4 separate regions of the Mus musculus genome follow, and all the other regions are linked to region 3. A link is a contact called in public Hi-C, HiChIP or PLAC-seq and promoter capture Hi-C data. All regions are on one chromosome and are shown on one strand. Each heading gives the region's core, a stretch centred on a gene start, on an enhancer-like site or on the middle of the called end of the contact. The rest is flanking DNA. Distances are from core to core; before and after follow the strand shown.

Region 1 (3,172 bases), core at 158-2,657, 240 kb after region 3:
CCACGTAGTTGGGGGCTTCTGATTCACAGCTTCCAACAAGACAGAAATCAAAGTGACAGCTAAGACTATCACCAACTCAAAGTCCAACTTGGACAGGGTGAATGCCCTTCTAAACTCATCACCACAGTTGCTGACAGGATTCAGGACCTAAATGCTGATGGGTTGAAGGCCACAGGGCTTCCCTATATGTTGACCAGAAGCCATCATGATTCCTTGCCAACAAGCCTTTTTCATCATGGCGCTACTGTCATCAGAGCACACCAAAATGCACAGGCAAGAGTAAAAGTAAGACTGTGGTGACAAGAGGATATTCAACAAGATAGAAATCACAACCTTTGTGGCTCAGCGGTTAAGAACATTGACTGCTCTTCCAGAGGTCCTAAGTTCAATTCCCAGCAACCACATGGTGGCTCACAACCATCTGTAATGGGATCTGATGCCCTCTTCTGGTGTGTCTGAAGACAGTGACAGTGTACTCACACATATAAAAAGTAAATAAATCTCAAGGGGAAAAAAAGATATCACAGCCTTTTATGACCTAAACACTGAACGAATATCCCATTACTATTGTCCCATACTTTTCATGAGAAGTAGATCATGGGGCTGGAGATGGCTCAGCCGTTAAAGGCTAGGCTCACAACCAAAAATATAAGAGAAGTAGATCATGGAGTTCTAACTCAGAGACAAAGGAAGGAGATTACACAAAGGATTCAGTACCAGGAGTTGGGGTGCACTAGAAACTCTCAGAAGCCTGCCTATCTTATTGGGCTTCACTCTCCAGTCCAAAAGTTCTCCTAACAGTTTCTTCCAGGAGACCGACCAGGACCTCAAGCAAACTGAACTCCAAATGACGTCTTCTGTTCCCCCTGCTTCCATTGTGACAGCCTAGACATACTCGTTCCCCCTTTCTCTTTGCAGCACAATCCAATTCAGAGAGGGAAAGTGGCAAAGAGAAGGAAAGGCAAGCTTGTACAGAGCTAAAGGCTGAAAGGATGTTCTGGTTTCCAAACAAAAATGTGTCCCCTGGTTTAAAAATAAAAAAGTCCTCACTGTGCTTGTCTGGTAAACTTGACCCTGGGCCCCCACAGCACACTATTCCTGTTCATATTCACTGAGGCCACGCTGTCTTCCTGAAAGAGTTATCCTGGACTTAGCTGGAGCTCAGCTCCACAGAGGGACTTAAAAGGAAACAACAGCTCTTGGTCCAGAGCAATAAAAAGACAAATGAGTCACAACGGTCTGGATTCTCCGCCAGCATAAGCATCTCCACCAGCATAAGCAGTTCCGTGAATCGCCTCCATAAAAACCCTGCCCTTCCATCTCGAGCTGTGTTCCAAGTGCCAAAGCCCTCCATTCAAGAGTTTTATAACTCAGCCCTGTGCTCAGAAATGTCACTGCACATAAGAGGGCCTTTGATCTCGGGCCATACCCAAGCCCAGAGTCTGCAGTGAAGCGTGGTTTGATAACTATCTAAAGAGAAAAGCGCTTTGGCTTTCTCTCATCTATTTCTACTCTACTTTAAATAAGCTGCTTAGCTTTGGGCATCTGCCCTCTGCCCTTTGAGCTTCATCTAAGCCGGAGGTAAAACAGGCCTATGGTTATGTGCTCTGAGAGCTTTTAAAATAACAATGGTGGCACATTGTCATAAAAGGCTTACTGTGTGCCAGGCACTGTCCTCAGTTTGGGCAGGCTGTGGGCTGTAGGAGGCTTGCACAGATGAGGAAATGGAAGCACAGAGAAGCTCAGAATGGCTGACAGAGTCACACAGCCAGTAAAGGGTGGAGTCAGGATTATGAAAAAGCAAGAATGCAGCTCCAAAGTAGATCTTGCCTCTCCACAATGAGAAGGAATAATACTCCGTATATACCCAGAACGAAGTCACAAGAGTGTCGCTTGTTTGTTTTTACAAACAGGGTTGCTCTGTGTAGCTCTGGCTGGCTTGGAACTCACTCTGTAGACCAGGTTGGCTTCCAGCTCACAAACATCCACCTGCCTCTGCCTCCTGAGTGCTGAGATTAAAGGTGTGGGCCACTACTGCCCGCCATAGGAGTGTCTTTAATAAGAGAGAAACTTTGGAACAAACTCCTAGACCTAAAAACACATTCTTTTTCCAAGTATTGTACTAGAAATGTCTTCAGTAAGGAAAGTGACTGTGTCAACTTTATGAAAACTTTACCTGAGTTTTCAATAAGTCCAGTTGAGGGCTCCAAGTCTGATTAAAGTATACTCCAAAATCTAACATGAGTAAATCTATTGGAGGTAGATCTCTCTGGCTAAGCTGTCCATGCTAAAGCACTTGCCTAACATGGACAAAGCCTGGGATTGATCCCTAGCACCAAAAAACAGAGAGACATGAGGACTTTATTGTTGGAAACACATCTGCCATCTCTACATTCAGAAGGCTGAGTGAGGCCAAGACCAGCCTGGGCTACATAGTGAGTTTGAGGCCAGCCTGGGCTACAGAACAAGAACTTGCCTCAAAATACTAGTAGCAATAATAACAACAATAATAATTTTTTTTAAAAAACACTTCCTGGTTTAAATAAGAAACCTGGACTTCTTAAAGCACATTTTCATCAGTATTGAAATATACAAAATGCATATAGGTCAGAAAATAATGACTGATGTCATAAATAAGATGTATAACCTATCCTTTCAAACATTATGGTATTTGAAAAGTAAACTTCCCAATGCACACACATGAGGATCTGACTTGGAATATCTAAGACTCAGAGAAGCCAGGGGAAGCAGTACATGCCTATAACCCCAGCACTGGCAGCAACGGAGAGTTCCTAGAGGCTTATTGCCGCTAATCTAGCTGACATGTTAAACTCTGGGATCATTGAGAGACCTTTTTTCAAAATACAAGATGACAGGGCTAAAGAGATGGATCAGCAAATAAGAAAAACTCATGCTCTTCCAAAGACCCTGACTTTAGTTCCCAGGACCCATGTCGGACAGTTCACAACCATGATCTAAGATCTTCTAGCTTCCAGCACACACACACACACACACACACATGCATAAAAATAAATACTTGTTAAAGGGTGAAAAGCAATAGAGGAAGGCATCTGATATTGACTTCTGGCCTCTACTTGCTCACATAGGGCCTGCAAACCTGCAAAGATACCTAAACACAACATATATACCATATATACCATCCATACAACAG
Region 2 (3,440 bases), core at 874-3,373, 140 kb after region 3:
TAGGCTTGAGATGTAGGAAAAATAAAAACCTAATTCCTACAAATGCACGGGTGTGTCTCTGCCTCCGCCCCTCCTCTGTGTGTGATGCTATTCAATTCTCTTAGCCTTTTGCCTCTCCTGATGGGTGTAACGGGATTAAAGGAGCCAGTGAGGGCAATGCAGATCTCTCAAAGCTTTTTGCCTTCTCTATTCCCTATGCACTGGGCTTAAGTAAAACAGTGCCAGCTCCATGAAGAACTAGCATGTACAGCTTCTAGAGGTCCATAACCCCTTTGTGATTTAACCTGAAATGTCCCCACAGGCTCATATGTTTGGATACTTGGACTCCAGTTGGTGATGCTTTGGGGAGAGGCTGTAGAACCTTTAAGATGTGTGACCTAGCCTGAAGAAATAGATTGCTCAGGGAGAGGAAGGTCTTACAAGTTATAGCCCAGGCTTGTTTCCTGCCAATGTCTGCTTCTTGATTGTGAGGCTCCTATAGCCATGGAACCACTTCCAGGGGCCATACCTTCCTGAGCATAATGTACTCTTGAGTCCTAAGCCACTATTCTGCCTTCCCCACCATCACGGGCTGTTTCCCCTGAACTATGAGGCAGAATACAGACTCCCTTCTTTCCTTAAGCTGTCTCTCAGCGCTCCCCTGGGTCTCCTCTTCTGCGTGCTTCTTTCGGCCTTTGTCCTCCATTGTTCTGTGCATGACACTTCTCTTCTCTGCTTCTGCTGTCTCTCTGGATGATTTCAGCCAGACCTTCAGCTCTAGCCATGCCTATGGCTTGCACCTTGATCACACTTGTGGATTTACAGCAGGCGTCATTCAGGTGCCCACTGGGCCCATGAAATCCCAATGTGCAATTCCTTACCCATCCTCCCTGCTGTGCTTGCCTGGGATCTTCAGCTGGCTCGGTCCTGTTGCTTTCTTCAACCTCTTGCCCATGCTTGCCAACTTCTAACCCTTCCATGGCACTAGCATTAGTCATGGTTGACCCTCCTTCTTCCCATACTGCTACTCAGCTTTGGACCACAGCCAGGCTTATCTACACTGTGGCGGATGCTGCCCACATGGTCCAGGTCTGCAGCACCTTTCCTTCCAACCTATCCACCCTGCCCTCACCATAGGCATCCCCTTAAAGTTAAGTTGTTAGTTTGAGCTCCCTTTGCCGAACCCATCAAGCACTAAGACAGAAGAAAGAAAGAAAGAAAGAAAGAAAGAAAGAAAGAAAGAAAGAAAGAAAGAAAGAAAGAAAGAAAGAAAGAAAGAAAAGAAAAGCTCTTTACCACCCCGACTCAACCCTCTCTAAGCTCCCACTTGTCCCTCTATTTCATAGGTAAGGAAGCAGAGGCTGAGGAAGGACACTCCTATGCTACAGTGACAAGGCTAACTGACTCCAGGATGTGGACCCCAAACCGTGAAGTCTTACTACTTCCGTCCATAGACCACATGGGACCAAGTCAATAGCTTCCAAAATATCCTTTAGTAGCTTTACACCCTTACCAACTTCCTCATGCTGTCCTCTGTCCCCGGGAGCATGATGGGTCTGTGCTGGCCCATCATGCTCTACCTCTAGGTCTCCATTGCCTCTACTTTACTGCTGTCCATCTTTGCAGCCACGCCCATGCAATCAGGCCAAGCCCAAGTTTGAGCTTTTCTCACCCACCTTTTTGCTGGGTCTACCACCTCCCTTGGTTCAGCCTCACAGCTCCTTCCTCCCTAGTTCCAACTCCAGACAGCTGAATTTTTTTTGTCTTTTTCAACATAGTCCAGCCCTTGGCTTGTCTCTCTGGCACATTTTTATCCCAGCCTATCTTAGGAGACAGACATCTTTGTGGATGCCCTCCATGCCATACACTGACTCCAGAGCATGCTGAACACATATTGAAATAACTTGATCCCAGGGATCTTATATATGCACATGAGGGCTGGCATAATTTTTCCCATTGGTGAGCTGCCCATTGGCAGGACAGGAAGCTTGTATACAGCAATGCAGGGTTCCCAGCTTCCAGCAGAAGCAGGCTACTGATCAGTGTGCTTTCTCAGACTTGCAGAAAGCTCACTGTTATGAGCTGTGAAGTCAATTTTAAAGGAAAGAGCAGAACAGCCTTCGAATTCTGACACATCCCCTGCTCTCGAATCCTACTTTCTCCAAGAACAGCCTCGGGGTGACTCACTGTGGAAGAAACAGACATTGTTCCTGGGAAAGGGTGGGAATCTCCATCAGACAGTTGGGTGAGGCTGGTGATGAGATTCATCCCCAGAGGGTGTAAACAATCCTAGATTTGATTTGAGCCCCCCCCCAACACACACACACACTGGGTGGGATGTTGAACCTAACATAGACAAGAATTCTCATGGGTGTGCCTTCGTTCTTCCAGCGGGGTGGGCTCATATACCTCAGGACATTTTTCTCCACAGAGCACCAAGTCCCATAATTTACCATCTTCTCCTGAGTCTCTCAGCAGTCCATAAAATGTGTCCCACTTTAATATTTATATTGAAGAAACGAAAAGCTCAGAGACCTAGTGCTGAGCCTGACAACTTTGCAGAGTCAAAACACACATCCTGGTAAGCTCTTGTGACTTTCTATGCTCTAATATACACAGGTTGTACCTGAGCTCCGCCTATGGAGACAGCATGTTAGAGCCCTGAAGAACAGCTATATCAAATGCCTCACTGCTCCCTCTCCATCTATTTCCACTCCTGTCTTCTCAGATCCTTACACATAAACCCCTCAGTGGGATGAGCCTTGGGTACTCCTTTCCAAAAAGAACAGAATCATGGGAAGGTGGAGAGCCTGCTTTCTAATCAGCTTCTGGGCTGAGCCAGCCTCAGAGGAAGTGCTGTTGGTGCGTGGGTGTGGAGAACAGGATGCTCTCTTGGCATACTCACACCAAGGGCACGACAAAACAATCTGGCTCTGGAACACTGCACAAAAGATTCTGCCAGTCTATATTCCAGACCACCCTCTCTGTTCTTTAATCAGAATATCTTAGAAATGTTTCGGTTCACCTTTCTCCCTCCTTCCCATGGCTCATCCAAATCTTTCTCTTTTAAGAAGAAGGGAATACCATGGAAAACAGGAGAGAGAAAGTTTGAGTACTTGCCACATGCCCAGCTCAGCACTGGAAGCCTGGCATTCATACAGTCCTCACATAAACTCTCCAATAGAGACAAAGTCATGATCTCATTGCTTGAAGGAAAACACCTATCTGGACAAAGCTCAGGGAGGTTAAGTGAATTGGACAAAACCACATGGCTTGACAGAACTAGCATCTGAGTCTCAGTTCTTTGAGTTCAAAGTCCATGTTATGTGCCCTGCAGTATTGAATTGAAGTACAGTTGGCAGACACTTGTCTTGATCCTGATCTCAAAGGAAGAACATTCAGTCTTTCAACACCAGCTGCACTGCATTCTCTGTGGCTTCATCACAGACTCCCTTCAATAG
Region 3 (3,535 bases), core at 666-3,165:
TACCCTGCATTCAGGGCAACACTTCGAAAATTTATTGACCACAAAGCATGAACCCTTCAAGTCTCAGGAGAAGCTAGCTGGGTACCTCAGTGCTCAACAGCCAGCTTGAAACACTCCTGCAGAAATGGAATCAGTGTGTTCCTTCCCAAAGTCACTTAAAACCCTGGAGTCATTTATATTTATCCTATCTTCCTTGCTATGAATTACTTAAAGAGAAGTTGCTGAAGAGAAAGGTGTGGAGAGAAGGGTGCTTACTTAGACTATCAAACCCCTGGTGCTAAGAAAGAGCAGCAGGAGAAGACACTATGGTTTAAAACACTCTCGTCTCTAGATACAGGGCAAGCTTGGAGGGGGCCTTGCCTAGAGCAGACACCTTCCTGGGGGTTGCTCCCTCTCCATCATGCCACATTAGTTTAAGGATGCTGTGTGGTCTTTATTCTTCACCCACTGAAATAATAGACTCCTGTGGAAACAGCCTTTGCTGCAAAAGTGTGCTCACAGATCATACCTGTTTGAAAATGGTCATGAACCTGACCAGCCAGCGCTGGTACCAAGTTCCGGTTGAGCTCTGTATCTCAATGAATTCATCCATTTGCTTGGGAGTTTTGATGTGGGAAACCTGGAAAACAAGGACGGATGTGATTATCTCAGCACTATTTATCTTCAACTTTTTTTTCTTCTAAATGTTTAATGTATTTGGCTCTATTGAATTATCTAGAATTTTAAAAGTGTTTAACAGTCCTCTGATTTTTATGATTTTTTTTAAATGAAGATTTGCATGGCATCTCTCGGTGAACTTTCCCATGTGGATATGTCTGACTGCAAGCAAAATGAACTATAGTTCATTTTGAACTATAGTCTTTTCAGGAAATCAAGCCATTGAGAAATATGTGTTACCAGGTTTATAATATGTTGACTGACAAAAGCTGCTACTGCATTAAAATCCACACTTCTATTAGCTAGTGAGTATGAACATCAGGACAGTTTGGAATACAGGAAAGCCACAACTCGGAGGAGGGACATTGCTACTTGAGATGTTTTAAAAACACAACAGAATGAGAGAAAACATGGCTTCCTGGACATCCCAATTTTCTTGCTATAAATGAGAGTTCTGACGACAGATAAAGTGAAATAGGTCTGTGTTCTCAAACTATAAAAGCCTGGAAAGTCTAATGTAAATAACCCTCACTCACTATAACAGCAACTTTCACGTCAATGTGGTTTTTAAACTAATCATTGAATTGTAGGAGTGCAAATTCCTCTAGTTGAGTTAGCCAGGTCCACAAAGCAGACACTCTCCCCAAATTCACAGGACCAGAAGAAGAGCATTGTTCTATTCTATTGTTCATCTAACGAAGTGTTTGAATTAGGATAAAATAGAGCCAAGTTCTCCATGTCTTTCTTTCAGCCAATAAACTGTGAATGTGAAGATGCCAAGGAGAAACCCGGATGGGGCTAGATAATCTTCAGGATGGCCAGGTGCCTGACAGTCACATCTGTAATCCGATCCTGCTGCCAGCTGCAGCTGCAGCTGCAGCTGCGCAGTCTGTGAAAATAGTCTTTCCTCTGGGCGTCAGCTACTGCCACCGGAGGCCAAATGGAAAGGATGATGGCAGATTTGAAAGCCCCTTATAAAGCACGCTCCAAATCACCAAAGCAGCCGCTGTGGTGTAAACTTTCTTTGCTTTGCTCCTTGGGGGAAATAACGCTCTGTTCCTGGGCTTTGGGGAGTGGGCGTGTTGATTTCCAGCACAACTGCTCGAATTTACAATTAATTAGAACACTTTCTTGGGTGCCACGGAGAAGAGCATATGGCCCGTGTTCCTGTTTACCCTGCCGAAGTTCTTGTAGAATGCTCCAAGTCCCAGACCCTCCAGGGTTTCTCTGCAGGGAAAGCTTGTAGCTGTGGCTGTCCAGGCGCGTGGGAGGAGCATTTCAGAGCTTCAAAAGCCTGCAGCTCCTGAGTCAAGCTAGAGGTGAGCACTGGGATGAACAGCTTCAGGGCTGACCTCTATGGCTGAGCAAGCACATTTAGGAGTGCTTTACTTAAGGGGACACACAAGAACCAGCTTGTGGCTCTGCCCAGGTGGACTGAGTAGAGTATGCAAGCCCCTGCTGACCTCCGATGTCAGCCCAGCTCTCTGAGGTCGGTCAACTTTCAGTTCCTCCATCCTGGTGTTTTTACTTCCTTCCCTTCCCTTCCCTTTCTTTCCACCTTATCCTTCGCTTCCCCTTTCTCTTTCTTCCTTCCACTTTCCCCTCTCCTGCACTTTCTCCCTCTCTACCTTCCTCCTTCACTTCCTTTCTCCCCATTCTCTTCTTCCTTCCCTCTCTCTTTCCTACCTCTTCTTCCCCTGCCTCCCCCTTCCCTGCTCCCCTTTCCCCTAATTCCTGGACTACCCCGTTTTCCACTTCAGCATAGCTCATGATCAACAAGTCAGTTTGGAACATCGAACCTATAACCTTTTAGTTCCTCTTTCCTATTAGGTTAAAAAAGAAGAAGAAGAAGAAGAAGAAGGGGGAAAGTCACTCAAAGCAGATGTGACACCCTAAGATCTAGGGAGTGGCATACACAATAGGGTAAGAAAATCCCAGAGTCTGAGAGGCCCCTTGCACTCTGATCTCCATGGGCTTCCTTCCCAGTGTGCTCCCATCCCTAACATGAAGGTCCTGAAGTAAACAGCTTAGCTTTTGCCTTTAGAAGTTGGGGTGCTTGTTGGTTGTATCACCTCAAACTTCCTTAAAGAATATGAACTAGCTGACTGCCAGAGCTCACCCTGAGGAAGCTTTCCCCTGAATACCCAACAGTGGAATCCCAGCCACCTCTGGGTAGGAGCTGCAGACCAGCAAACCACTTTCTGTTCAGATAAAAGCCTAATTGTAATGTGCTGGATCTTATCTCTTTGCACTTGGCCAAGTGAGAATGTGGGATCACTTTTCTACCAAGGACAGCCAGTCTCAGAAGCCGAGCCAGGTTTCCAGAAGTATTCCTTAAAGAAGTCACAGCCCAGTTGCTCTGGGAGTAGCGTATGTGTGAAAGGTGACCAAGCGTAAGCTGAGAACCCAGTGAGTGTATTCCCAAGAAATCAAGGCTGCATGCAGGCATGCACATGTGCACATGCACATGTTTTGTCACATTCTGACATGGTGTGGAGAAGGACATCCGTGCACAAAAAGAGGTTTCGAAAGAGGGAAAGGTCTGGAAGGGAGAAAGGGCCAAGCTATGCACTCTGAAATCATTTCCATTATCATCAGCTTTTCAGTAACTCCACCAAGTTCACAAATGCTTGCTGCAAGTGGTGGGTGGGTGTCTTGATTTGTGTTCTATGCCAGACTGATATGGTTCAAAAGCCATTGCACCTGAGGCTGGAGGAAGAGAGATGGGACACACCTCCCAGGAGGAACCCAGAGCTCGAACTTGCCCAGGCTGTGGAACAAGGAAGGAGAGGGCTGCAGGGATGATGGCAGTGGGCAGGGAGTCTGCTCTAATGCCTGGCTTCTGCAACTGTAGCCTTCCTGTGCATCACGGTCCATC
Region 4 (3,598 bases), core at 313-2,812, 190 kb after region 3:
GATGATGATGGTGTGTGTGTGTGTGTGTGTGTGTGTGTGTGTGTGTGTGTTACTGAACTAAAAATATTTGATGTCACCTTAAAGGCTCAGCTTACATCAAGCCACCTTGCAGAAATCATCCCCCACCATGTATGTGGAGGCCAAAGGGCAGCTGTGGGAGTTGGTTCTCTCCTTCCACTATGTGTGTCCCAGGGATCAAATTCAGGTCATCTGGAGGCAAGCATCTTTACCTGCTGAGCCAACTCACTGTCCCATAATATTTACTTAAGTGGAAGAAAATTTTACTTAAATCTTTTACACCTTCCAGTTTTATTAGAATAGGTATGTGTTCCTTCTAGTCACGCAGAAATACAAAATGCATTGAAATTTACCAGTTCTCTCAAACATGAATGAGGAGGAAAACTCAGAGTGACCATGTAGAGGAAAATTCAGAGTGACTCGTACTTCCAAGTCAGGAAATGTTGGAGGAATGACACACTTCTGCTCTCTGGCACAAACTAAATTTGTTCTGCTGTAACAATCTGCAGCAAAGGGACTGTGACTCTTCCTGGCTGGTGTCTTTCTTGGGTTGCTCTCCCAATCCCCTGGCCACTATAACCCAGAGCTTAATAATAAATGTAACTTGGTGATGCTGTCATGCATAATTCAACACTTATTGACTTGCAAGGGACCAGCATTCTCCAAGTGTTTGCAACAAAGCCATTAGTCTTCTATGCTTTTCATATGTGAAGACAACTCAGAACCAACTTGCCATCAGAAACGCAAGAGGACGAAGGCTACTAACAGCTGAGGAATCTACTTAGAAACAGCCAAGCTCAAAGCAGGAGCTTATTTTATATACTCCAGGCACCACACATTCACAGACAGGGAGTGAGAAACCAAGATGTGTATCTAGCCAGGAATCACGTTTCCATGGAGATCTCATAACTCCTGCACCTGCCTTTCTTCTCTTAGCCAGGGTGTTGTGTCCATTTGGTCTCTGCAGGCTTTGCCCATCTGCAATGCAGCTGGGGCCTCAGCTGCTTAAAGACTGCTAATAAGCCTAGAAAATTAACCCAAAAGCCAGACAATAATGTTTACAGTAATTATCTTGTGATTGATTGTCATATATTGTTTTTTTTTTTAATTTAGAGACAAAAAGACTCGGGACCATTTCTCATTGGCAGTAGCAGCAAAACACTGGAAATCACTTTAATGTTCAACATGAGGGGAGTTTTGAAGTCAATAGTGGCGTATAGCTGCATGTGACGAGACACTTTAAAGTGTGAAATCACTTTCTGGAAGATGATTTAATGGAGAGGAGAATGTATATGAGAAAACACAGCCTCCGACCTGAGTCTACAGAGTAACTCCAATATGCAGATGAAGATGAGAGTTTCATGCTTCAAGGAACTGATTTTATACAATTCCTCCAAAGTCTGGAGCATAGGATTTCAATGTAGCCTCTCTACTGCCCTTCCAGGGGTCAGATAGGCTTGCAAATGTTTGAAGAGTAACACTGACCACACAAAGTCATCCAGACAGACTAGCAGAGTCTCAGAGAACAGATGGCCAATGAGAGAATTGGTCCATGTGCCAAAGACCCGCTGGCTGATCTCTGTGGGTGTTTCCACGGCATGGGAGGAAGGGAACTATTGGCTTTATTCTGTGGCACTAGAAATTCAAACACACACAGAAGGCCAGTGGTCTCTGGGTTCATCCTGACCCAGTTCCATCCTCGTAGCTGGCAGATGATGCTCACTGGAGTAAGGCCCAGGCAGCAGCTTTGCTCAGTCTTCCTTGCTAAGCCCTGTGATTCTGCCCACAGTCACTAGCCTATTCCTTTGTACAGGTTCTATGTACACCCTAGCTGAAATATCTTTTTTTTTTTTTTTTGGAGGATGGAGAGATGATTCACCGCTTAAGATCACTTGTTGCTCTTGCAACCCACAAGATGGCTCACAACCATCTGTAACTCCAGGTGCAGAAGATTTAATGCCCTCTTCTGATCTCCATGTGCACTAGGCACATACAAGATACATAGACATACATGCAGACAAAACACTCATACATATAAAATAAGTAAATATAAAAACAATTTTATTTCAAAGAATTGTTATTATTATTATTATAAAGGATCTCATTACTGTGTAGTCCTAATTGGCCTGAAACTCTGTATATACACCAGGCTGGCTTCAAACTCAGATCTACCTGCTCCTGCCTCCCAAGTGCCAGGATGGGATTAAAGCATGCGCTACCAGGCCTGGCTTATTTTTATCCTTTGTCATTTATGTGCTATGTTTGTGCCCTGTGTGGGTTTGTGCACATTGAGTGATGATGCCCATGGAATCAAGAAGAGAGTATTGAATCCCCTAGTGATGGAGTTATAGGCAGTTATAAGTCATCTCATGTGGGTGCTAGGGACTGAACTCATATCTTCTGAATGCAATATGTATTCTTTTTAATTGTTTTGCTTTGGTTTTTGTTTTGTTTTGTTGAAACAGGGTCTCTCTTATGTAGACCTGGCTGTCCTGGAACTTGATATATAGATCAGGCTGGGCTTGAACTCAGAGATCCTCCTGCCTCTGCTTCTCAAGTGCTGGGATTATAGGTGTGCACCACCACACCTGGCAATATGTACTCTTAGCCACTAATCCAATTCTCCAGTCCCATCTGGAGCTTCTTCATCTTCTCTGGCAGGGGAACGCTTCCATCCTTTTTTCTTCTTCATCATCTTGTTTAACGCACATAAGCGTATGCACTGGACACTTTGAGGTGAGGGTTTTCAAACTATTCATATCCAAAGCTTGAGAACACATCTCTGTTAGGTTTCAAAGAACAGTGTTGAGCATTTGAAAAGCAATAGAATGGAAATTTGGTAAGGAATGACATGGACTGAGGGCCAGGGAATACAATGGGAAAAGTACCATAACAATGGTAATCAGACTTGCCTCCTGCCACATAAATATTTGTGCATGGTAAATATCAGAAAGAGAGACACTCCATTAACAATCATTACAACTTTTATTTCAGTATGGAGGGATGGAAGATTCTTTAGACATACTTTTTCAAGTTTTCTGCAATAAGCATATTCTGCCATAGAGATGCAGTCTACATCAGTATCTGTTTCCAATGACAGTGTGTAACATGAAAATAAAATCACATATAAACAAAACTGAATGTCTCTTTTTTGTCCACCAAATACAATACTCAAGCAAGCCCTGATCAACCCAATTAGCAATACCTGTGGCTCTGAAATATATTGCTGCTTTAAGTAAGCTCTAGATAAATTAATCAGGTTGCAGCTAAAGTCCATGATAAGGGCTTAGCAAGCTGGCTCAGCAGATAAAGGAGCCTGCTTCCAGGACTAAAATCCTGAGTTCAATTCCAGGACCCCACTTAACAGAAGAGAACTGACTCAATTTTCTCTTCTGACCTCCATGTTTGTCCCTTGGCATGTGTGCAAATGCACACACTCACACATCCACAAACACACACACAGTAAGTAAATACATAAAATATAAATAATAAAGGGATATTGTGACACACGCCTTTAATCTCAAGCATTTGAGAGATCTCTGTGTGTTTGAGGCCAGCTTGGTCTGTATAACAATTGTTC

Evidence for each region. Hi-C and Micro-C count contacts between places; a contact is called where the count stands out from the background. HiChIP or PLAC-seq counts read pairs in DNA pulled down with a chosen protein or histone mark. Capture Hi-C pulls out chosen DNA fragments and counts their contacts.
Region 1: a promoter capture Hi-C map of adipose tissue shows a contact between it and region 3. The contact joins two enhancer-like sites. A contact is called at or near these places in 1 of 39 promoter capture datasets (pre-B cells), 2 of 15 datasets of contacts at CTCF or cohesin (CD8 T cells and the NIH/3T3 cell line), 31 of 484 Hi-C or Micro-C datasets (B cells, the CH12 cell line, the HL-1 cell line and 22 more), 22 of 115 datasets of contacts at active chromatin or transcription factors (the 230-238 cell line, CD8 T cells, DN3 thymocytes and 18 more) and 3 of 9 other capture datasets (adipose tissue, liver and pancreatic islet).
Region 2: a contact with region 3 is called in a Hi-C map of cerebral cortex, with 2.3 times the contacts expected there. The contact joins two enhancer-like sites. A contact is called at or near these places in 2 of 15 datasets of contacts at CTCF or cohesin (large pre-B cells and pro-B cells), 10 of 484 Hi-C or Micro-C datasets (the C10 cell line, the C2C12 cell line, cerebellum and 6 more), 5 of 115 datasets of contacts at active chromatin or transcription factors (the 230-238 cell line, embryonic basal ganglia, embryonic stem cells and 2 more) and 3 of 9 other capture datasets (adipose tissue, embryonic stem cells and liver).
Region 4: an H3K4me3 HiChIP or PLAC-seq map of forebrain shows a contact between it and region 3, with 7 times the contacts expected there. The contact joins two enhancer-like sites. A contact is called at or near these places in 10 of 39 promoter capture datasets (the 3T3-L1 cell line, 3T3-L1-derived adipocytes, the HPC-7 cell line and 6 more), 1 of 15 datasets of contacts at CTCF or cohesin (large pre-B cells), 17 of 484 Hi-C or Micro-C datasets (the C10 cell line, the HPC-7 cell line, Th2 cells and 13 more), 7 of 115 datasets of contacts at active chromatin or transcription factors (T-cell acute lymphoblastic leukemia, embryonic basal ganglia, embryonic limb bud and 4 more) and 5 of 9 other capture datasets (adipose tissue, embryonic stem cells, liver and 2 more).

Annotation. Positions count from the first base shown.
Region 1 is chr7:75,383,359-75,386,530 of GRCm38.p6, forward strand. No RefSeq gene overlaps it. Among named protein-coding and RNA genes, the nearest start is that of Gm46017, 52 kb to the right of the region's middle. Within about 2 kb of position 1,408, at least 93 of the 459 cell types and tissues checked have an H3K27ac peak or open chromatin away from gene starts, as enhancers often do. A contact at or near this core is called in DN3 thymocytes, adipose tissue and muscle stem cells, where this site is marked.
Region 2 is chr7:75,280,323-75,283,762 of GRCm38.p6, forward strand. All of the region lies in intron 1 of Sv2b (synaptic vesicle glycoprotein 2 b), which reads right to left. Among named protein-coding and RNA genes, the nearest start is that of 1500012K07Rik, 27 kb to the right of the region's middle. Within about 2 kb of position 2,124, at least 13 of the 459 cell types and tissues checked have an H3K27ac peak or open chromatin away from gene starts, as enhancers often do. A contact at or near this core is called in cerebellum and cerebral cortex, where this site is marked.
Region 3 is chr7:75,140,471-75,144,005 of GRCm38.p6, forward strand. Sv2b (synaptic vesicle glycoprotein 2 b) reads right to left here. Exons shown (of 13, transcript NM_153579.4): 7 at 509-619. Among named protein-coding and RNA genes, the nearest start is that of 4930533N22Rik, 110 kb to the left of the region's middle. Within about 2 kb of position 1,916, at least 74 of the 459 cell types and tissues checked have an H3K27ac peak or open chromatin away from gene starts, as enhancers often do. A contact at or near this core is called in DN3 thymocytes, adipose tissue, cerebellum and 4 more, where this site is marked.
Region 4 is chr7:75,328,274-75,331,871 of GRCm38.p6, forward strand. It overlaps 1500012K07Rik (RIKEN cDNA 1500012K07 gene), which reads left to right. Exons shown (of 3, transcript NR_045814.1): 3 at 1,132-3,146. Among named protein-coding and RNA genes, the nearest start is that of Sv2b, 21 kb to the left of the region's middle. Within about 2 kb of position 1,563, at least 34 of the 459 cell types and tissues checked have an H3K27ac peak or open chromatin away from gene starts, as enhancers often do. A contact at or near this core is called in embryonic basal ganglia and forebrain, where this site is marked.